Regions from separate parts of the Triticum aestivum genome. Here region 1 is linked to region 2. The links are chromatin contacts, called in public Hi-C maps. All regions are on one chromosome and are shown on one strand. Each heading gives the region's core, a stretch centred on a gene start, on an enhancer-like site or on the middle of the called end of the contact. The rest is flanking DNA. Distances are from core to core; before and after follow the strand shown. Region 1 holds the start of LOC123054138 (probable methyltransferase PMT15). Region 2 holds the start of LOC123054136 (E3 ubiquitin ligase BIG BROTHER-related).

Region 1 (3,919 bases), core at 694-3,193, 180 kb before region 2:
CCCCGGGACGTAGAATGCGATCCACCTCGATCAAGTACAGCCCATCTGCGTGTCCATGTGCACAATTTAATCCGACCGAAAGTTATTCGATGGATGATGGTTTGAGGTGCAATCAGAATGGTACATACCGTAGAGCTGCCAGGGGATGAGGCAGCGGGAGCAATGCGCCATGTCGAAGGCGCGCGCAGGATAGGTGAGCCTGTTGGAGGCGAGGACGCCGATCATCGCCGGCACCCCGCGTTCCAGCGCGAACTGCACCTGCGCCTCGTGCGAGTCCCGCGGAGCGAACGACATGGCCAGGATGTTGCGTGACAACAGATACGCTCCCCAGCTCGCCACCTGCATGCAGAGAGCAGCGCAATGCACCACATTCAGTATCTGAAAACCAAATTCCTATGCCTGAATGGTGCAATCAGCTTATCGGAAAATGACCAGGTCAAAATAGCAACAATTGTTGATGTTCTTCAGAGTACGCAGAGCTGCTACTATGATTCGCAGTGGAACTGTGACAGGGCGATCCAATTCAACATCACTGCACACAGCAGATACGCTACTGGATTCTGAGAACCTGATCCGGCAAAGAACAAACGCAAATGACAGGCTCGGCGTGCAGATTTCTAACTGCTGTGCACGTGGGATACTTTAGAAACGTTACAGAATGTGAAAAGTCCAGTGCTCCTTCCCGGGCCAGACCCGTTTGCGCACAAGGCCCAGACCACGATCATGCTGTCTGGAAACTTCAGACACCCGCAAAGCAAATCCCATTCCGAATTCTCATAATTCTAAAAAAAAGCAAATCCCATTCCGGCATTCCCGAGATCCCCGTCCCCTGTTCCTAAACCTCAATTAACCCCTCACCCAGATTTTTATCATAAGATGCTTCCTTTCGGCATGCGATTATCGTGAGATCAAAGGGCAGGCGATTGGGAACGGAACAGTTAGTTTAATTTAATTACCCCGCAGCCGGTGTCGAGGGCGGTGCGGATGGATCCGTCGTGGAGGGGGATGAGCCTGCCGATGTCGTCGATGTAGGCGCCGGCGCCGTGGGGGAACATGGTGCCGCCGCCGGGGAAGCGGAACTTGTCGCCGTCGACGTGGATCCAGTTCTGCACCGCCTTCTCCACGGTGAGCTCCTTGTGCGGCACGTTGGCGAACCACGCGACGTCGCGGCTGGCGGGCCAGGGGAACGGGGTGCGGTACCCCCTGGGCGCCGGGACGAGGCACCGCAGCCGCTCCCCCTCCGCCGGGCAGTGCCGCTCCCGGTACACGAGCCGGTCGCGCGGGAACCGCAGCGACCGCTCCACGTCCTCGCACGGCGTGTACTCGGAGTGCTTGGCCGGGCACGCCTCGTATGCGCGCGGCGCAGGTGCGGCGTTCACCTCCGTGTCGTCCGCGGCGTGGTGCGCCGCGAAGTCGAGGGGGGCGCCGCCGACGCGGGCGACGGCGGCCGTGGTGGGGGAGACGCAGGCGACGGAGGCGGCGGTGGTGGTGGCGATGGAGACGAGGGAGGGGGACGCGCCGCCGCCGGCCGCGGGGGCGGCGGTGAACCCGCCGTGGTGCCAGACGCCGGCGAGGTAGGACGCGGAGCAGAGCAGCGCGACGGCCAGGAGCTGCGGCAGCGTGGGGCGCCGGGCGGCCGGCGAGAGGTGCAGCTTCGCGCCCACCGCCATGGCCGCCTCCCCTGCGCGCTCTGCTCTCCTCTGCCCTGCCTCCGCTGGACTGGACTGGCTGGGCGTTTCGCTTTCTGCACTGCGCCTCCCCGTGCTGCCTTAAAAGTTCTGGCCTCGGATTGGGGGCGTACGCGTAGGTGGAGGTGGAGGCGGAGGCCGAGGGGCCGTGGAAAGGGAGACGCGTAGGTGCGTTCGGTTTGGCAGGGGAGAGCGGCGGCTCGGGCTCGGGTTAAATTTAGCACGCGGAGGGATCGCGCTCCGAAATCCCCAGCTACAGCTTGCGCCCGGTCCTCGTTTGGTATTTGGCAACTGTACTTGGGCTGGCCTCCGGTCTGCCATTAAAGGCGTCACACGGTATTCGTAGGGTGTGTGACGAGCGTATCTGCGGTCCTCTGCTGCCGCCGCTTGCGGTTTTGGTAAGGAGTTAAACCACTGGAGTAAATGTTCCGCTCAGGCTCCGGTCCTTGCTTGTCAGGGAAAGCGAACAGAGCTGTGCGACGGGGATGCAGTGGAGCGAGTAGTACAATTAGCTCTTGGGCCTAGGCCGAATCGGCACCGTGACGGCCGTTGCAGATTGCGTGCAGTGAGCAAAAGACGATTGGGTAACATGGGCGTCTATGGTTGCCGGCATGCAGCCCATACAGAGTACAACGGTATATAAATAATTTACTCCCTTTATTTTTATTTACTCCGCATATCAGCTTTAAACAAAGTCAAACTTTATAAATTTTAATAAAGTTTATAGAACAAACTATTAACATATGCAATAACAAATCAATACCATTAGATTCATTATTGAATATACTTTCACGTGATATAGATTTGTTATTGTAAATGTTCATATATTTTTCTATAAATTTGGTTAAACTTTATGAAGTTTGACTTCAGTCAAATCTAATATGCAGAGTAAATAAAAACAGAGAGAGTACCACGTGATTTGGGATTTACCTGCTCATATTAATTTGATTGTGTAAAATAAATGTTTATCAGATCTTGCTTGTGATTGTGTAAACAAATGTTTATCAAATCCTGCTTGTGATTGTGTAAACAAATGTTTATCAAATCCTGCCTGTGATTGTGTAAATAAATGTTTGTTTGTATTTTAGAGGCCAGGGGTTTTAATCTCCTTTTCTAAGAAAAATGTTTGGTAAACAAATTATGATGAAATTGATACATAAGTTAAGTAAATTAAGGTGGTTGATTAGCGTACAGGAAAGGTGCGGAAAAAAGGTGAAGGGATGTGGTGGGAAGGGGCAGAATCAGTTGATGAATCAGAAAAGGCAACATTACTCTTTTTAAATTAAGTGGGAATATGCGCTGCATCGAATTTCTGGCCTCTATGATATTATTAGTCATGGGCCTGGCTAAGGAGAACGTCCAAATTGACCTTTTTTCTGAGCCAGGCTCGAGGGGCCACATCGTGCCACGAGGCTGCGTCGAGAGATGCGACTAAGGAGAACGTCCAAATTTACGTTTTTTCTGAGCCAGGCTCGAGGGGCCACAGCGTGCCACGAGGCTGCGTTAGGAGATGCGACGTATCGACCATAACTCCCCACTCCACTCCCCCACCTTCCAAACCCACATCCTCTCATCACCCCTTTTGTTATCCACAACTCCACTTCTACTTCTTGACCTTGCGTTGATTTTTCCCGTGAAGAGGAAAGGGTGATGGAACAAAGTAGAGATAAGTATTTTCCTCAGTTAAGAACCAATGTATCAATCCAGTAGGAGGCACAAGCAAGTCTCTAATCTATGCACCTGCACAAACTAATAAACACTTGCACACAACGCGAAAAAGGGGTTATCAATCCCTTCACGGTCACGAACAAGAGTGAGATCTAAAAGAGGAAGGTATAAAAGATAAATAAAGTGCAAACTAAAGTAAATATAAATAAATTACAGCAAGGTATTATTGGGTTTTTTGTTTAATCTGAAAAATATATGATAGAAAATAGACCCGGGGCCATAGGTTTCACTAGAGGCTTCTCTCTTGAAAGAAAACGTACGGTGGGTAAACAAATTACCGTCGAGCAATTGATAGAAAAGCACATAATTATGACGATATCTAAGGCAATGATCATGAATATAAGCATCACGTCCGTGACAAGTAGACCGACTCCTGCCGGCATCTACTACTATTACTCCACACATCGACCGCTATTCAGCATGCATCTAGAGTATTAAGTTGATAAGAACGGAGTAACGCCTTAAGCAAGATGACATGATGTAGAGGGATAAACTCAAGAAAT
Region 2 (4,270 bases), core at 1,655-4,154:
TCGAGGTTGAGCTGTACAAAGTGGCTCGTTCTCAGCTTGTAACGATCTCGAGTCGATCTCGAGCTTGTTTCAAGTGATTTTCATTAATCTAAGGCAGTTCTTCTATCAAGATAAGCCACAACACAACATAAGAAATCATTATAAAATTAGACTTATTATCTCTCCACTAAAGACTACTAGTACTTAAAAGAAAGAGGTCATGGATGAACTAGCATGAGAAGAAAAGGAACGTGCGTCCGCTCTCAAATTTGGCCAAAATAATGCGGTATTTAACACGTGGCTTACCACTTATCATATTGAGGCTAAAATTTCTCCCCATTAATTAAGCTTCCATGTTTGCTAGTAGGTAAAATAAAAAAATCATACCCAACATATACAATAATAAGTTGTCTTGTTTCTTTTATTTAATAAATATTAATTAATATTATAATATGATATCGAGCTATCGAGTTAAAATTGAGCGAGCCAATTTTTCTGCCGAGCTACATAAAATGCTGATACTAAGCTTATTTCTTCTTGAGGCGACCTAAAATACGAGTCAACCTCAAGTGACTCACAAGCCATGAGCTTTTCTTGTAGGCCTAGACGCATGCAACTCTTTAGGATCAATTCCGTATTCTTTTTATAAAAGAAATACATGCAATTTTATTCATACTGGCAAATCATTTTTTTTTGCCAGGACATACGAGCAATCGTTACATGTAATACAATGCTTTCGATCCAGGGTTCAAGAAAGGTATTGCTAATACTATGAATTATAATGAAATCTCTCGAAGACTTCTTCTCCGTGATCTTGCATGACAAAATAATACCAAGACTTTAGTATAAAGACTGCAAGTGGATCAGAGGAGAGACACTACCACTCGTTTTACGTGACGTATTTGATTACAATAACATTTTTTGAAAGCCCCTTGAGTCGCCTATCAAAAAGATGGTAAATTCCTAGAGATACATACCATCCAACCACATGATCTTCATCATAGTGTCGATAAAGATAACTTCACAAAGAATCAAACCAATAAAAACAACATACAAATATACAACGCTAACATGAACTCATCAAGATCAAATAATCAACTCAATAGGGACACAAACCTCGTTAGCTATATGGTAGCACCAACGAAAAGATCACAGACACACCATGAAACACCACTAGGCGATGAAAAAGTCCACAAAGTTCTGATGATTCGAGGCCTTTCAACACCAAGATGACAGCCGAAGACGAGGAGACCAAAGATATCTCCAGCGGTTGATGTTGTTCCTCATCCCCTAACAGGATGTGGCCTGTCATCGAACATGTGGCCCATTCATCAATGGAGTTCTGTTTGTGAGCCAATTAAAAGAGGACTGGTCAGCCACCCCGTAAACTCTGTATGTCACACCCCATATGTCTAGCATTCGGTGTGTGAGAAATGTCGTCAGAGTTAAGCTATTTGTTGGTTTGATCATGAAAACAGAAATGATGCTCGGAAACAGATCATTTTCCAGCACACAAACTTGCATCAGGAAAAGAAAAAGGAGCCACTTCGTTTTTTCCCTGGGGCCAAAATTCAATTCTTCCAGGGTAGGCTCAAAATTATAGGTGGTCCAAGCTGGGTAGCAGGGCCTCACACACATAGGCCCATATAATCCATTTCCTCGATCACCATGCTAATCGGGGGAGCTCCTATTCAGCGCTATAGGCGCCGGTTCACGCAGCTGGTGCTCGCGCGCGACGTGCAGCGGGCCGGCCCAACAAGCTGTTGAAAGGTAATACGCGAAGGAAAAAAAAACTCCAGGTTTATTCGACTCGACTGGGAATCAAACTCTGGCCGCCAATTTGAATGCCACACACGTTAACCACTAGGACAAGCTCACTTTGTTTAATTATTAGAGGAAACAACGTTATGTGGCCCTTCTTTTTAATAAAATATTAAACATATAGTAGTATTATATACCAGCTATAAATTATTTGAATAAAGAAAACATAAATTTGAAAAAAGCATTCACAAAAACCGTGAATTGAAAGAAATGGAAATTTTGAAAAAGATTTGTGCCAATTGAAAAAAGTCCATTGTTTTGACAAAAAACTCATCGATTTCGAAAAAAATTCATCAAATTTGAATAAAAGTTCACCGAATTAGAAAAAAGGTTCATGAATTTGAATCAAGTTCATCGACTTTGAACAAACGTTCATCAATTTGAATAAAGTTCATCGACTTTGAAAAAAAGTTCACCAATTTGGGAAAAAGTTAACTGATTTTGAAAAAAATTCATCAAATCGGAAAAAAATCAAAGATTTTGAGAAAAAGTTCATAGATTTTGAAAAAAGTTCATCAAACTTTAAACAAAAATCAACAATTTTGAGAAAAAAATCATCAAATTTGAAAAAAGTTAATCGAATATGAAAAAGGTTCATCAAATTTGAAAAACGGTCATCGAAATTTAAAAACAATTCATCAACTTTTAGAAAAAGGTTCATCAATTTCGCAGAAATAGCTCATCGAACCAGGAAGAAGAAAAAAGAAAAAAGGGAAAAAGAAAGAAAAAGCAGAAGTAATAAAAGAATGAGAAAGATGAACAATATCAGACGAGGTTGTGTGGCATGGTGGTTACTCCACTGCGCCTCGAGCTCTCCCCGCACACACTTCTTTTGCGTTTTTGGATACCGAAGAAAAAAACCTACAGATTAACACAGATAAATGGGCCGGCCCAGCTAACGCGGCTGCAGGAGCTGGTTAGGAAAATTTCCCTTAACCGGCGCCTGCAGCGCCGAATAGGGTTTGCCGCTAATCCGATCCCTTCAACCCCTCGAAAGAAAAAATCCGACTCTTCAAAGGTGCTGGCAGCCGCTGACGTCACGCCTGCTTCCGGTAATGATGGCCGCATATAATTTTTTTTCTATGCTGTAGCCTGCAGGGTGGCCCATGCCATGCGCACGCGTCCCCTCCCAGCCGCTCTACCGAGAGACCACCATGATTTGATTCTCTCTCCCCCGACTATGATATCAGCTGTGCGCTCCACACAGCGAAGCCCGGAGGCGAAAAGGGGACCGAGCAAGGCGGCTCCCGGACCGCCCGTCGATCCTCCCCTCTCATTCGGCAGCCCCCCTCGCATCCTCCGAAATCCCCCATTCCCCGGTTCGTTCCTAGGTGAGCTTCTACTTCCACTCCTGCAGATTCGCTGGTTCTGTTTCGTTTCGCGGATGAAAATGTCCATTTTTTCTGGCAAAGAAATGGTTGTCAGGCGCTTGATCTGTGGCTGGTGGGGGAGAGATCCTAGTTCTTTAGATCCGAGGCATTATGGCATCGATTGCTGCCCATGGCTTGTCTGTCCGCCTGTCTCTCGAGGATGGATTCAAACTCAGGCACTGCTTTCCTGTAGTTTAGTATACTAGTGTCGGTGATGTTAATTACGGTTGCTCCGGATTTCCCCCCAGCAAAAGGGTTTCAATTATCATTTCAAGATGCAAGGGGGTTTCACTTGCTGTAACAGTCGACCGCCGAGAACCCTGAGATAATGTGATGTCTGAAAGTACACTAGTAAATTCCTTGTTATTCAGTTGGTAGAACAATGATTGTGGGTCTGACAATAAGATGCAACACTAAGTGGCTATAGTATGATTAGCAGCGTTTTCTGCTTGCGCAAATCTAGCATGATCCGGTAATGTTCTACCTGTTCCCTTGTCAGGTTCTCATGAGCATGGAGGTGCTACATGATACAACAGGGAAGAAGGAAGCGGTTGTGTACTATATGGATGCCCCCTTGCCATATGCAATTGAAGAGAATTTCGGGGGATGCTTCTTTGAAGATGATGTTGATCTTGCACAAGTTCTTCAAGATCAGGTTTCATGCCGTTCCCTGTCCGCATCTTATTTGGCTGTGTCCATCGTGTCCTAGTCTGCGTGTTGTTGTCGTTGCTCCTGTTAGTTTGCATTAGAAACCTCAGTCAGATATTCTATCCTAGACATTTGTCCGTTGGGGAGGGTATGATGCTGCAGTTTTCTGTTGTCTTGTGCATAGTAATCTCAACCAAATGTTTTTCTATCCAAGGGCCAAAGCTGTTCATTTTTTTATGTCAAGCTTGACCAGGTGTAGTAATATGATGTAGACCATTTCTAGCGGATCATATTTGTACTTATGTAGTTATCTTAAATCACACACCATAAAAATGATTCATCTTTCATGACATTTATGATCCAAGGGCCAAAGCTTTTCATGACATTTACACTGCAAAATTACAAACTAATTGTTTGTCGCCAGATCCAAATGGGTTATTGGTTCACCAAAT

Evidence for each region. A called contact is a pair of places that touch in the nucleus more often than the background predicts.
Region 1: a Hi-C map of leaf shows a contact between it and region 2, with 4 times the contacts expected there. The contact joins the promoter of LOC123054138 here to the promoter of LOC123054136 in region 2. A contact is called at or near these places in 4 of 5 Hi-C or Micro-C datasets (leaf and root).

Annotation. Positions count from the first base shown.
Region 1 is chr2D:512,064,702-512,068,620 of IWGSC CS RefSeq v2.1, reverse strand. It overlaps LOC123054138 (probable methyltransferase PMT15), which reads right to left and starts at 1,943. Exons shown (of 6, transcript XM_044477833.1): 1 at 957-1,943; 2 at 129-339; 3 at 1-45. The coding sequence starts at 1,670.
Region 2 is chr2D:511,880,948-511,885,217 of IWGSC CS RefSeq v2.1, reverse strand. It overlaps LOC123054136 (E3 ubiquitin ligase BIG BROTHER-related), which reads left to right and starts at 2,904. Exons shown (of 8, transcript XM_044477832.1): 1 at 2,904-3,131; 2 at 3,670-3,825. The coding sequence starts at 3,676.